Linked DNA regions of Mus musculus: all the other regions are linked to region 1. The links are chromatin contacts, called in public Micro-C and promoter capture Hi-C maps. All regions are on one chromosome and are shown on one strand. The core of a region is the stretch at or near the end of the contact, and the rest is flanking DNA. Distances in the headings are between cores, read along the strand shown. Region 1 holds the start of Map1lc3b (microtubule-associated protein 1 light chain 3 beta). Region 2 overlaps Gm39265 (a long non-coding RNA gene). Region 3 has its middle 10 kb from the start of Gm39266. Region 4 overlaps Gm27021 (predicted gene, 27021). Region 5 holds the start of Zc3h18 (zinc finger CCCH-type containing 18).

Region 1 (2,700 bases), core at 66-2,565:
CTGGAGTTTAGGACCGTTTTGGGGGTGGGGAAGCAAACACTGGATCACCCCAGAAAAACTCAGTGGAACCACTTGAGAAGCCTGAAATCACGTGATCAGTTCTAAACTTGGGAAATTGGGCGCGTCCTTCTAAGAATCTGCAAGCCTACACGGGCCTCCTGGCTGCCAGTCTCCTTCCTTACAGCACTGGGGATGATCGCTGCTTACTGGAAGTGTAAGAATTTATAACAGAAAGCTAATGGGACTCTGCCACTAGGCGGACCCTGAGCTTCACCGCCCTAAGCCCCACCCAGGTGCTTCAGCTACAAAGGGTCGGTTTGGGGTGAGCCCTACCTAAATCCATCCACCTTGTAAACATTCCCGCAGTCTGGATAGTGGAAACTCTAGAGCTCCAACCTAAATCCCTCCAAACTCACTGGAAAGGAGCAAGACCGGTCCTGGCCTCCTCAAAGGGGCCGCTTTGAACATCTGTGTGGGGAACCTCTCAACTGTCAGTGCCCACCAGTTTAGGTCCAATAAAGTCAAAAAGCAAAGGAAAGCCGCAGCAATCGGATGCCCGCGCTTTCTTCAGAATAGCTGGGTTAGGGAGAGAGGGAAGGCAATCTAGAGAAAAACAATCGCAAGCCAGATGGAGCTTCGGAGAGATTACCCCCGGCCACTCTGGGGACCCGCGTCAGAGCTAATGTTTGTGCACGGCTCATTTTCCCCAACCCACACTCCTTTCTTGAGGGCTGTTCCAGAATAACTTAAGATCAGTACAAGCAAACAAAACAAAACAGCTGTTAAGTTTCCGTTATGAGACAAAGGCCACCCCCCCCTCCACACACACACATATGCCCAAGACGACTTCGGGTGCAAAGGCGGCTGGGTGCTGCTCCGAGGCTTGCGGGGCGCCCGGACCTGGGGCCCACGAAGGACACAGCCAAGCGCGCAGAGCCTGCGGTACCCTACGCCACCGGGGTCGGGCCTCCAGTCCCGCAGGGGACGCCGAGCCCATCGGCGACCGACGGCCAAGGCGACGCTGAGCACCCGAGCTACCCCGGAGACCGAACCCCCCCGAGACCAATATCCCACTGGCTGCGTCGCTCCGGGCCCCGCCGGGTCTCGGCCCCGCAAGACACCACCGGCGTCCGGGCATTCAGCGCTCCCGGCACCCGGATCTCCCATCCCCGGGCCCGCGGGGCTCACCAAAGCTCCGGCGCTGCTTGAAGGTCTTCTCGGACGGCATGGCGCGCGGGGGTCCCGAGCCAGACGATCTGACTCCGGCGACGATCACTTCCCTTGTGTGTGTCTCAGTCCGCAGCCGAGTCAGGTGACTCGCGGCGCGTCACCGAGGGTGGGGCCGAGGGCGGCCCCCGAGAGCGGCCATGACAGGCGTGGCGGAAGCTCGGCGGCGCGCAAGCGTGCACGCGCCCAAGCCATGCGCCTGCGCCTACGCCAGCTACGCTGGGCGCTCGCTGGGCACACGCTGGGCGAGCATCTGTTAACTGTCTGCGTGGGTCGGGCGCTGGTGCGATGGAGTCCTGCAGACTTCATTCCCCTTCAGTCCTTGCATGATCCAGCTGGTGGTCCAATGTCCGCTCCCTTGCCGCTGTATTTGATATTCCTAAATTCTACCCACCCCCAACCCAAATAACAAAAAACTGACTTGTGGTCTTGCCTGCTAAATCTTTACGATTATGGAGACGTCTGGAGACTTATGGTTGGATCTGATCTTGTGGCTCTTCCCCTGCGAGTCTTGTGCTGCCATAAACACAAGTATTTACTCCTAAGTCGAAGTCGCAGAGAAGCAAGGTCTTAGGGACTACAGACTTGTCACTGGAGGGCAAGATCAATGACTTGTTCCAGCAAAAAGAAAGACGATGACAACACCTGCTGTGCAACCTGTCCACTCTCTCTTCCCATAAAAGCCCTTTTATGTGTCTGAGCTTGCTGAGCATGGAATTTGAGGGGCATGGCTCACCTATCTTTCCAGGGTGCTAGCCCATGTGTGCCCTCATTTCCTTACTACCACCTATCACGTTTTTTGTTTTTTTAGATTTTTTTGGTTGGTGAGCAATCAGACTGTGTCCAGGAACTGCAGCAGAGGCCTGATCCCGACAGGATCCACCTTGGAAAGCCACAGAGCACAGTTCTGTCCCAAGAGCTTTATCTCAGCTGTCCCTTCTCAGACAGATCCTTCTACCTCAGGTGACCCCAGGGTGGCTTTATCACAGGCATGTCCTCACTTTGACTCCTGCTGAGCCTGGGCCTGATTACAGGCTAGGACAGGTTTCAGTCTCCTCAGGCCAGGCCAATGGTCAGTCAGCCACGGTTTAGCACTTTCTCTGGGCCTCAAGCTACTTCCTATCTTCAGTTTGTAGGAGCAGGTGACAGACAGGTCTAGAGTGTGGAGCAGCCACCTCACCCCCATCCCACCCCCAGTGATGCCACATCTGAGCCAGCCTTGTGACCCTGCAGACCTACCACCTGACACTGTACTATCCCTACAGCCCAGACTTCCTCCTTTAAATGGAAATAACCTTCTTCAAGTGCTGTTTGTCCAAGGGATCTTCTACATCTCTGTGACCGGGAAAAGCTGAAAACACATTATGGAGTGAAATCCTGAGGGCTGGTTACTTTCCTTTGTTTGCTTGCTTTGCATTGTTAATTGCCCGAACTTTGTTGTTTTGTATGAAGCTTCTGGTCTGAGGTGCAAGA
Region 2 (2,700 bases), core at 127-2,626, 890 kb after region 1:
TCCCAGTTAGATTCTCAGTTCTGTCTCTTTCTTTAAAGTAAATGTTTGGGAGGCTGGAGAGGTGACTCAGTGGTTAAGGGCACTTGCTGCTCTTGCAAAAGACCTGGGTTTAATTCCCAGCATCCTCCATGGAGGCTCACAACCATCTTTAACTCCAGTTCCAGGGGCCCCTGGTGCCCTCTTCTGGCCTCTATGGGTACTGCATGCACACAGTGTACAGGCATGTGTGTGTGTGTGTGTGTGTGTGTGTGTGTGTGTGTGTGTGTGTGTATGAATATTATCTTGGACTCTCTTCATGCACATGGTTCTTGTGCTTTCTGAGACATTTGATTCTTGAGTTATAGCTGCCACCAAGGGCCTGAGCTGAGAGTCCGGCCTCCGTGTATCAGCGTTGTGCAATCAGGGCTATAAAGAGATGCTCAGAAAATAGCTTCTCCAGCAGGCTTCCTTCCTGTGGCTGATTTCATGTAGACATGTCACAACTATGGGGGGGTGGGGAGGGGGGGCGGGGGGAACGAGAGGTTAAAGAGTATGCAGGATTTGCTGAAAAGGTTATTTCTTATTAAAAAAAAAAAAAAAAAAAAAAAAAAACTCTGCCCTGTCAAGTGGTGAGAGAACAACCAGGCAGATTCCACCCGCTTTGTTCCCTAAGTCTGGGATGATAAAGGAGCCTGGCTTCAGTAAGAGTTCCACACCTACGCCACCAACCATCTCCCAGCCCTGACACCACCAACCCAGCTTCCCAGCGCTGCAGAAACTCTTGTGGGGTGTCTGGGTGTTCAGTGGGTGTGTCCCACCAGGACAGTGTATCTGGTGGATGAAGATGGGACTTGAACTTAAGGACTAGGCCTCCTCCCTGCTTGCAGCTCTCTGTGGCACTTGCTCGCTGTCCTCCGCAGAGCAGCTCCTGTGCCTGTGTCCCTTCCTCTGTTCCTCTTGAGCAGTAACTGAGTAGGGTCCCGGTCTAGCATGGCGCTTTCCTTCTTCTGTCTCTCTAGCGATGCTCTTCTGTGGCCCTCAGCATCCAGCACTGTGGCAACAGCTCTTCTCCCCCGGCTGGCTCGCCCTCTGGCTGCTTGCCAGGCATTTTGGTCTGCGGTGTCTGGAGCGTCTCTACACATCTAACTGTCGCTTTGTTTTTCTCTCTTCTGCTCTGCACTTCATGGGTTGAAAATTCATGCTTTGGCAGGAGTGTGGTGCCCGGCACTCTTTAGCTCTGTGAGTTCAAGGCCAGCCTGGTTTACATGGATAGCCTGAGTTGCATAGAGAGACCCTATCTCAAAAAAAAAAAAATCCTGTTTCCACCAGTTCTGGCATGGAGCATTCTCACGCTGACACCGCACTTGGCTCCTTTCTGTGGAGCTCTGACTGAGATTGGAGCTGAGCCTGTCTTCATAGGGTTTCATGATGGAACTGGTGTGGCCCTCACCCTACCAAGCTTTGCCACTATTTCCATGGTAACTATGTAAAACATTATTTTACATGGTAACTATGTAATACATTGTTTCCTGGGAAAATAATGTTTCCTGTTGATCTAATGTAGTATTGTCACAGATGAAGCAGATGGAAGTTGTTGGCCACATCCAGACCCCAATCTAAGTGACGAAATCCATCTGGACAGCCGTCCAACCCTTTAACCCTAGAAGGACCAGGAGCGTGGCGAGTAAGGCTTTGCAGCCCGTCCCCTCTCTGTCACAGCTGCTGGATTCTGAGTGCAGACGCAGCTGTGGAGGATGTCAGTGAACGGGAGAGCCTGCTGTGCTCCATTCTGAGAGCAGGTGACAGATGTGTGGCTGTCTGTCAGATGCTGAGCTGGTCTTGTGCCTTACACAAGCAAACACTCTCTCAAAGATGCCTGGAAGCCTTCTCGGACGCTTTGAGTAGTAGAGAGCTTACTGCTTCATAAGGACCTCAAATAAGCAGAGCTGTTAGGGATAAAGTGAGCCTGAAGCCACACTTCTCAGTGTGATCCTCCCCCAAACCTCACTGAGGGGAAGGAGGGGCAGACAGGGAAGAGTCTGAGCCACTTAGGCTCATCTCTTGTACCTGCATGCTCCTTGGGAAAGTGGGTTGAGAGGTAGGGGGCATGCCCACCGTCACTGAGGTTTAATTGAGCAAGCCTGCAGTCACATGAAGACTTGCAGCCACTGAATTTCTGCTTCCCAAGTTGATGCTCACTGCACCCAGATGACAGGCTTTCCTGTCTTAAACCAGCGATGATGAGGTAGGCACTATGGGGGTGTGGCGAGTAGCTTAGGTTGAGTTTGGGTTGGGTTGGGTTGGCAACAGGCCGTTGTTATCCAAGCCGGACTGCAGCTTTAGGCCCCAAGCATTCTCCTCTGCCTTCTGTCTGGCTGTGTCTACAAGCATGCACGCACCTTGTGCCCACCAGGTTTACCTTTTAACATCGTAATAAGCAGACACAACCTGGGCTGTAGAGGTAGCTTAGTAAAGTGCTTTCTGTGCAAGCATGAGGACCTGGGTGCAGATCCCTAGCAAACATTAAAAAGCCAGGTGTGGCAACACATGGCTGTAATCCTGGTGCCGGGGAGGCAGAGACGAGCAGACCGATGGAGTTCACCAGCCAGTCTAGACAATCAGTGAGCGTCAGGTTTAGAGAGAAACCTTGTCTTAAGAGAGGACTGTAGAAAACAACAGAGAAAGACATCTGACGTTGACTCTGGTTTGCGCACATAATGA
Region 3 (2,700 bases), core at 81-2,580, 830 kb after region 1:
CCTGTCACAGAGTCTTCCTGATCATGACTGAGGTGACCTGCCCCTGGACGTGGCTGAGGCATGCAACTCATGGGTGAGGGGACCTGCCCTGGATATCACTGGGGCCACTCAGGATCGTGGGTAGAATCCAGCATGCTGGAATGGATCGCTGTCCCCACCGGGTTGTCTTCTAGTCCAGAAGACACTCGAGGCACTGTAATCCACCTGGAGAATGATTTCAAGGGATCAGCACATGGGTCACACTTAGCAGAGAGGGTGACCATATGTTCTAGAACCTTCAAGTCCCATCAGACCCAGCGGCTCCTCGCTTACACATCCACATCCATTTCACTGGACAAACATCTCTGGCCTGCTCTGTGGTGAGCGAGACAAGCCATCATCTGAAGCTTTGCCTTCGGGAAGCCCCTCTTTAAAAGTGTCATTCTCCTCCCACACCTAAGGCGATCTGTGTCCTATGGCGTCATTTACATCTCTCAGTGGCAACCGGTCCTTTAAGGTCAAGCTTGAGAAACGGGGGGGGGGGGGGGGGGTAAGAATTTTCTTTAAAAAGGTCTTTGCCGGCCCGGCCCGTGGTTTTGAGTGGAAACAAGTTCTTGGCTGTGACACCATCGTGGTCGGAGCTCACACCCTGAGAAAGGAAACATGGCCTCAAACTTGACAATAAGAAAGACCCTAGAACAAGAAGACCAAAGCAGGCAGCAGCCCCCTCCCTCTCCGCTCCGCTCTGCTCCAAAACTTCTGCCACAGTCAGGGCAGGAACACAGGGAAAATCTTTCCACAGAAGCCCACCTCTGGGCCAGCCCCAGGTGGCTGAAAGCCCAGCAGGACAGAAGACAGATGCCAGTATGGACGGCAGGCTGGCAGAAGGAAGTGGCTTTCTCAGCCGGCTGCCTCGGGGAAAGAGCAGAAACTTAACCAAGAATAATACAGGGCTATTTTCAACCTTGGGGTTTCCACCCCAGTGTCCCCAAGTACTGGGGGGCAGTGTGGCTCCCATGTGAGAAGGACAGGATGCTGATGAAAGAGAGACAGCTGGGAGGAAGTTGAGTCCGGAGAAAAGGGGATGATGTGACCCGCCATCCAACCCAGGATCCCTAACTCCCATCCCGGGAGTCCTGGGTTTCTCCTCTGAAGGTCAACATTCTGTGTCACTGTCCTATGGCTGTGGACAGTGCTGTAGCAGTGACTTAAAAACAGCACACACCCGTTCCCTGACAGTCCCCAAGGTCAGGACTACAGATTGGGGTGGTGGTTCCTTCTAGAACCTCCTGTGTTTCCCTGCCAGTCCTCAGCTTCAAGAGTCATCTCAGCCCAACTAAATCCTGTCCTGCCGTGTCACGTGTCTTCTCTGGCTCTGACCCACGTGTCCCTTCTTCATAGTTCTGACTCAACCCTGTGACACTGGCTTGCATGGATAATCAAGAAGACTCTCCCATCATCAGATGTTTGACTTGTTCTCAGAGGCCTTGGCAAGAGTCACTTTATTCTGGCCTCGGGATCTCTACCCTGCATTGACCAATGCCCCGCTCATGGCACTAGAGGCTGAGAGACCCTTGCAGAAGCCACGGACAGGAAGGAAAAGGGGATCCAGGGTGGCTGAGACACTGGTTTTTCTCCCCCAAAGCTGGCTAAGGACCTGCTAAGGGGATACCTCCCATGTCCCTTTTGGGGTTTGGGCAATTTTTTAAGTTTTTTTTCTATATACTTCAGACAAAAGCAAAGTAGGGGATAGTAGGGATAGCCCTCAGCACAAAGTAGGGGATAGTAGGGATAGCCCTCAGCACAAAGGTATGACCCATAATGCCAACATATATTGAGTTCAGTCCCAATCTGCAACACAGCTCCAAGCCAGGGTCACTCAGAGCTCAGTCCTCCACTTGCACATGCTAACGGGATGGGGGGGCAGGACAGGAGGACCCTGCTCACCGGGCAGCATCCACGAAAGCCTATTCCCTTCCCCAAACCTCACCACAAGGGATCCTAGAGCCCAGATTCTGCCCTTCCTTCCCTCTCCCGCCCCTTCCCCTCCCACCGCATAGGAAAGGCTAAACCAAAAGCACACTATTTTGATGTCCTCTAAGGGATGCTCACAGCGACTCCTCCTGCAGGATGTGCGAGTCCGTAGGACTGCCTAAAGCAACATGGGATCACCTTCATGAGGGGATCTCAAGTCTCTCCGAAGCCCTGAGCCAACCACTGATCCCTTCTTCCCATCACAGGGCTCCCGGTGGGTGGATCACAGGCAACGCCTCACTGGCCTGTCCCACCACCTGCCGTGAGCATCAAAACCAAGTTTGAGGTCAGCCTGGAATATAGATTAAGATTCTTTCTCAGAAACAAACAAACAAAATAATAATAGTAAAAGAGAAAGCTACAGAACTCCAGGCTCTGGTCCGGAAGGGAAGCCAGGATCGGGGAGTCAGCAAGGCAGCCCTTCCACTAGGCTAGCACAGACTCTGTGTAAGGAACCTAATGAGAGAAGTTTAATAAATTCATTACTGTTTACAATGGAAGGCTCAGAAATGACCACATTAATATCATATTCAATTAAATCGGTGTCCATAAATAAAGGGAAAACATATAACTCTGCACAGTCATACGTTTCTTTATCACTCCAAACAATTGAGTGCTAATTCCACTATTGTTGCAGCTTGGTTTCTTGAGACAGTGTTTCACTGTGTAGCCCAGCATGGTCTGGAA
Region 4 (2,700 bases), core at 152-2,651, 970 kb after region 1:
GCCACGAACACATTCTGGGCCATTACCAAGAGCAATAGCATATGAATGTGCACACACCGACACACACCGACACACACACACACACACACACACACATACAAATACGTACACACGCATGCACACATGCACAATCAATTTTCTTTTCTTTTCTTTCTTTCTTTCTTTTTTTTTTTTTTCAAGACAGGGTTTCTCTGTGTAGCTATCCTGGAACTCACCCTGTAGACCAGGCTGGCCTTGAACTCAGAAATCTGCCTGCCTCTGCCTCCCAAGTGCTGGGATTAAAGGCATGCGCCACTACTGCTCAGTGATCAATTTTCTTGAAGCATAATTTACTGTATAGTCCAGGCTAGCCTAAATTAGCCTAAGATAGCCTAAAATTCAATAGCCAGCCTCTAACCTCAACCTCCCAAATGCTGGAATTGTACAGATTACACCTGTGATTCTCAACCGAGGTTGGTGTGTGTGTGTGTGTGTGTGTGTGTGTGTGTGTGTGTGAATACATGTGTCCCACAATAAGAAAGTGCCAGATGTCAGAGAAACACAAGCCCCACAGGATGCTGTGATGCACACACTGTCAGCAGGCAGGAGGCTAAGGCAGGAGGATCAGAGTTCAAGGCCCACACAGTAGAACAAACAAAGCCTTATCTCAAGAAATAAACAAATGAAATGAGACAGGACCATCCTCCTGCCTCACGTCGAGTGCACACTGTTGACTCAGAGATGTCAGACATGAGCCCTGAGTCCAGCTTTGCCTGTTTCCTGTGACTAAGCTCTTACGGTCGGTCACCCTCCTATGTCCAGTTTAGGGTTGAGAGGCCAGGAGAAAGGATCAGAGCTGCTCAGTGATGAAGCCGGGGCTGGACCCTGTGAGCGCTCTCACACAGCTGAGACCCCAGCAGCCTTCCCTGAGAGTCCTGCAGGGCGGCAGGAACTGGTTGCTGGACGTACAGGGGTGCAGGCAGGAGGTCAGCCCTCAGCCTGAACTCTCTCAGTCTCTTCACAGGCTCCTCCCAGTGCGAGCTCCAGCCGCAGGCCCCTGACGCAAGCAGGAGCTTTCCCCTTAATTGAAAAGAGATTTTAAACCATCTCTGTTGGGCCCAGGCCACTATAAAGAGGTAAAAACGGCCAGAGCCATCACCACATCTGTAGGGACATAGGCTTTCGCGACGGTTGGTGTTATAAACAGAAAGTGAAGGAAAATGAACAGCGGCTAGATGTCCTGAGAGAGTCTTAGCATTTTGTCTGCTCAGCCCCTGGTTCCTACCCCAGGGCCTTTGCTAAGGCAGTGGCTGCCCCAGAACCCTTCTCTGTCCCTTCTGCTGCTTTGATTGGCCCCCTCAAGCCACCCATAGTCTGTTGTTTGCCCTTGTTCCTCTTGTGACCAAGCCAGACTCATGACTGTGTCTCCAGGAGCCAACATCAGACCCATGTGACCACACTGTATCTCGGTGTGGTGGCTCTCCTAGCAAAGTGTTCAAATGGGGTCTGTCTTGTCCCCACACAGACCCTGTAATCTTTGTGGTTCCTTTGCTGGGAAGAGTGATCTCAGAGCCCCCTAAAGAGACGGCAGTTGTTGTTGTTGTTGTTGTTATTTTGTTTTGTTTTTCTCTTTTGTGTAAAGGGAGCGCGCCCAGGACAGAAGCTCGCTGCTTTTATTCTGATGCAGGCAGGGCCTGACATGATTACCCAACTGGTACAAAGAGGAAGCATGTGACAGGGCTTGGGGAACATCCAGGGTTGGAAAAAACAGGCAGGAGGTCGGGGAGGTTTGTGGAATATTGACTAGCTCCCTCTGATAGAGAAACATGTCTCACTCTGTTTCTGTTGCTGGAACCTGGAGCAGGAGGCAGGGCAGGCACAGGGACCAGGCAGAGCAGCACCTGTGGAGTCATTTTGATCTCAGTTTCCCATGCCCAGCGCCTGGTGCACTGCCTGGTACCCAATGGATGCACAATGAATGCCTGTTGTCCGAGTCTGAGCTCCTCCAGGGCCAGGGCTGGGGTTGTTTATTCCTTTACCCAGAAGTGGGTCACAGAAGCCTGATACAACAAGTAGGCAGCCCTGGCCAAGATGGGCTTCGTTCCCAAGTCCAGGGCCATCTAACAAGAGAGAAGGTAGCTCATGCTGAGCCTGAGCCCCGCCCCCCCCACCCCCCTGAGTGCAGGTGTTCACCACCACACCCTTTTTTTTTTTTTTTTTTTTTGGTTTTTCGAGACAGGGTTTCTCTGTATAGCCCTGGCTATCCTGGAACTCACTTTGTAGACCAGGCTGGCCTCGAACTCAGAAATCTGCCTGCCTCTGCCTCCTGAGTGCTGGGATTAAAGGTGTGAGCCACCACGCCTGGCTTTTTTTTTTTTTTTTTTTTTTTAATGTGGTGCTGGGTATGGAACCCAAGATTTTGTGTATGCTGGGCAAGCTCTATCTTCTAAGCTAACCTGCCAGCTAGCACCCACCCCAGCTGTATGCAGAGATCGTGGAGCCCCTGACGGGCACGTGGGTGCTCTTCATACCAGGTGCCTCTTATTGGTTGGATTGTTAAGGAAATGCTAAAATTGAGCCAGCTGGTATTCCTGGGAGGTGCATTAAAAGATACTCAGCAGAGTGACCTGAGATGATAGAATTAATGACAGGCAGTGTAGCCCAGTGGTTTCCCAACCTCCCTAAAGCTGCAACTCTTTTAATATGTCGTGGTGAACACCC
Region 5 (2,711 bases), core at 138-2,637, 790 kb before region 1:
CCACCATACTCAGCTGTGGGAGATGAAGTTTAGCAGAGCAGAGCCTATGTTGATGTCTAAGTTCTGTTATGCCTGGTTAAAAAAACTTATTCATAGCTCCATCCATGTATAGAGCAAGAATGTCAGGATGTTGAAAACACCACCCGCAAAGTGACTTAAGCTCTGCAAAAACTCTTCGGTAAGGAGATGGTCTCCTTGGGATGGTCTGCAGATGACAAGCTATCTCTTTGGAGATGAGCAAAGCAAACTTACCTGCTGAGTGTTCAGGAAGTAAATCCGAAGTGCTCTTAAAATGTTTGAGCATTCCCCATCTACGACTAGAGAGGAGTTTCAGCTTTGGGGACATATTGATTGGTTCCAGAACTGGCTGGCTTCAAACGTGTTCAGATCATTCGCATTCTCCTCTCAGGGGGCTGGGAAATGGGAACTAGCCTAGGGACAGAGAATCTCAACCTCTGCCTTGGGATAGGTAATGTGATGAAGAAGAAACAAATGCCTTCTTCTACTACCCTCAAATGGGTCTGAAGATTACTCTTGTTAATAAGTGCCAAGAAAAAGCTCATTTGAAACAGCTATTGTGCCCGGTAAACTCAGCTGTCAAAAGTATACGGGAAACTAAGTATCTAGTAGGGGCGAGACTATAGGTCTTAGTTTAATTTCCTTCTAGCACTACAATCGCCTGGCTACTTTACACTAAAGAAATGGCATCTCTAAGCTCACAGTCCAAGAGGCGAGGAGGTCACACTTCCTAAGCGACCCGGGACTCTTGGAGCACAGTGGGTCCGTCCAACCTGTGCTCGCTTGAAGTTGCGAGAGCAAGTTGCAGGAGGCTCCAGAGAGTTCAAAGTTCCCTGCAGAGCCCGTCGAGAGTCCAAGCGGGCCTCCTCCCGAGCCAACCTGCGCGATCCGCTCCCCTTTGTGGGCGGCGAACATGTGCCACGCCGAGTGGCCCGGAAGGGAAAATGACAGCTTCAGGAAAAGCAACTTCACCACGGCAGACCGCGGCGCGCCACGGCACCCGCCCGGACGTCCCAGGCCGCAGCGGGCTCGCGCCTGCCCGCTGTCCCGGCCCGCGCTTCGGCCCGCGGCTGCGCACAGCCGGGGGCGCGCCCGAGAGCTCGGGAGGCGGCGCCGGGCTCCGGGGCCTCGCTCCCGCCGCCGCTGGGGCGGCCTTCTCCCCGCCGCCCGCCGGCCCAGCTTACCTCAACGCGAAGACGGGAGGCGGCCACGGCTCCGCTGTGGTGGGGGCAGCGTGGACGAGACGTTCCTCAGCCTTTTCGCTCCTCACTGGCTCCGGCTTTGGGCACGACGCGGGCGGAACAAACGGGCTCCACTACCCGCGGGGGCCGGCCATTGTGCAACGTCATCAGGCCGCGACGGCCGTCTTGCGAACCGGCGGGCTTCCCTCGCTAGCCCCGCCCTCTTCCGCACTTCCTTCCGGCCTCCGCCGGCCTCGCCTCCGCGGCGCGCGCTCCCAAGGCTCTGCTACTGCGCAGGCTCACCGAGGTCGACCCCGCCCTCTAGCGGGCCTCCTGGCGGCGCGTGCGCAGTCGGTGGCTCTTCGTGGTAGTTGCTTGGGATGAGATCAGATGAGGAGCAGGCGGGATGCGTGCCGGAAAGGGAAAGCCCTTTGAGGCTCTTGGTGAGTGCGAGTGGACACTTCCAGGGTCTGAAAACTTAGCATTCGTTTCTTCAGGGCACGAACTTTCTGCCTTATTAAATATCAATATTTTGCCGGGCTGTATTTAATCCCAGCACTTGGGAGGCTGAGGCAGGCGGATTTCAGAATTCGAGGCCAGCTTGGTGTACAGAGTGAGTTCCAGGACATCCAGGGCTACACAGAAACCCTGTCTCGGAAAAAAAAAAATCAATACTTGACCAAAAGTGTTTTGGGGGCTGGAGTGTAGCTCTGAGGTTGAGACAGCACCTGCCAAGTATGTGCGAGGCCCTGGTACCCTCAAAAAAAAAAAAAAGATTTTGGAGTTGAAGGATTTAGATCCTCTTACCTGTTTCTGTGACGCTAAACATCTCTGGCATCGTTAAATTACCGTGACCCAGTGTAACCTCCCTGGGGAGGACTTAAACTGATTGGGTCATTTTTCAGTCCCCTCCTACTACCCAGATGGGGCTCAGCTGCTGGAGCCCGAAGTCCAACCCCCCCCCCCCCCCATGACCTGATAAAAGGTACGGAGATCATTAGGTACTGACCCCTTGCAAATTTTGAATCTGATCTTGGTCTTACTGGTTAGGGGCTGCCTGTCTTCCTCAAAGTGAAACCACCCGGATGCCCATAAACTGATATAAGGGGGGGGGGGAGTTCTGGTCTTACAGTCCTGCATTAATTGGGCCACAGAAAGGGATGAAGTTCAGACACATGCTACAAACACCGAGGACGCCTAGGAAGGCGCCAGTCATGACAAGTCGAATACTTTTGACTCCATAATGCGACTGAACTATGCCGCCCACCCTCCAAGTTACTTACATGTGAAGTCCTAGCACCAAGCTGGTATGGATTTCAAAGCAGAGCCTCTCCGTGAGGGTATAAAGGTGGGGTCTGGATCTCATAGATTGGTGTCCTTCAATAGATACCAAGGAGAGCTATTTGAGAGATCATGCTAGTGCTGGGATTAAAGGTGGCTGCCAATCAGGTCAGACAGAAGGTTCTCCCTCTCTCTCCCCCCTCTCTCCTATGTATGTGTGCATGTATATAT

Evidence for each region. Promoter capture Hi-C pulls out the DNA fragments that hold promoters and counts their contacts. A called contact is a pair of places that touch in the nucleus more often than the background predicts.
Region 2: a promoter capture Hi-C map of pre-B cells shows a contact between it and region 1, with 2.3 times the contacts expected there. The contact joins the enhancer-like site here to the promoter of Map1lc3b in region 1. A contact is called at or near these places in 6 of 39 promoter capture datasets (the C10 cell line, cranial neural crest, embryonic stem cells and 3 more), 1 of 15 datasets of contacts at CTCF or cohesin (large pre-B cells) and 10 of 115 datasets of contacts at active chromatin or transcription factors (acute myeloid leukemia, astrocytes, bone marrow-derived dendritic cells and 7 more).
Region 3: a contact with region 1 is called in a promoter capture Hi-C map of pre-B cells, with 2.1 times the contacts expected there. The contact joins the enhancer-like site here to the promoter of Map1lc3b in region 1. A contact is called at or near these places in 5 of 39 promoter capture datasets (the C10 cell line, liver and pre-B cells) and 5 of 115 datasets of contacts at active chromatin or transcription factors (bone marrow-derived macrophages, embryonic forebrain, embryonic limb bud and 2 more).
Region 4: a contact with region 1 is called in a promoter capture Hi-C map of liver, with 2.9 times the contacts expected there. The contact joins the enhancer-like site here to the promoter of Map1lc3b in region 1. A contact is called at or near these places in 2 of 39 promoter capture datasets (hippocampal neurons and liver) and 3 of 115 datasets of contacts at active chromatin or transcription factors (bone marrow-derived macrophages, embryonic limb bud and extraembryonic endoderm stem cells).
Region 5: a contact with region 1 is called in a Micro-C map of embryonic stem cells, with 6 times the contacts expected there. The contact joins the promoter of Zc3h18 here to the promoter of Map1lc3b in region 1. A contact is called at or near these places in 2 of 39 promoter capture datasets (cranial neural crest and erythroid cells), 2 of 484 Hi-C or Micro-C datasets (CD4 T cells and embryonic stem cells) and 2 of 115 datasets of contacts at active chromatin or transcription factors (astrocytes and extraembryonic endoderm stem cells).

The regions. Positions count from the first base shown.
Region 1 is chr8:121,589,053-121,591,752 of GRCm38.p6, reverse strand. Map1lc3b (microtubule-associated protein 1 light chain 3 beta) reads right to left here and starts at 1,315. Exons shown (of 4, transcript NM_026160.5): 1 at 1,189-1,315. The coding sequence starts at 1,228.
Region 2 is chr8:120,695,582-120,698,281 of GRCm38.p6, reverse strand. The region is part of intron 1 of Gm39265 (a long non-coding RNA gene); the gene reads left to right. Among named protein-coding and RNA genes, the nearest start is that of Gm39265, 3.9 kb to the left of the region's middle. Within about 2 kb of position 1,376, at least 63 of the 459 cell types and tissues checked have an H3K27ac peak or open chromatin away from gene starts, as enhancers often do. A contact at or near this core is called in acute myeloid leukemia, bone marrow-derived macrophages, memory CD8 T cells and 2 more, where this site is marked.
Region 3 is chr8:120,758,686-120,761,385 of GRCm38.p6, reverse strand. No RefSeq gene overlaps it. Among named protein-coding and RNA genes, the nearest start is that of Gm39266, 10 kb to the left of the region's middle. Within about 2 kb of position 1,330, at least 35 of the 459 cell types and tissues checked have an H3K27ac peak or open chromatin away from gene starts, as enhancers often do. A contact at or near this core is called in bone marrow-derived macrophages, memory CD8 T cells and pre-B cells, where this site is marked.
Region 4 is chr8:120,618,677-120,621,376 of GRCm38.p6, reverse strand. The region is part of intron 2 of Gm27021 (predicted gene, 27021); the gene reads left to right. All of the region lies in intron 2 of 1190005I06Rik (RIKEN cDNA 1190005I06 gene), which reads left to right. Among named protein-coding and RNA genes, the nearest start is that of Gm33075, 8.7 kb to the left of the region's middle. Within about 2 kb of position 1,401, at least 107 of the 459 cell types and tissues checked have an H3K27ac peak or open chromatin away from gene starts, as enhancers often do. A contact at or near this core is called in bone marrow-derived macrophages and liver, where this site is marked.
Region 5 is chr8:122,375,292-122,378,002 of GRCm38.p6, reverse strand. Zc3h18 (zinc finger CCCH-type containing 18) reads right to left here and starts at 1,387. Exons shown (of 18, transcript NM_001029994.1): 1 at 1,203-1,387. It overlaps Gm39270 (adenomatous polyposis coli protein 2-like), which reads left to right and starts at 919. Exons shown (of 2, transcript XM_030243895.1): 1 at 919-1,642. The coding sequence starts at 932. The coding sequence ends at 1,570.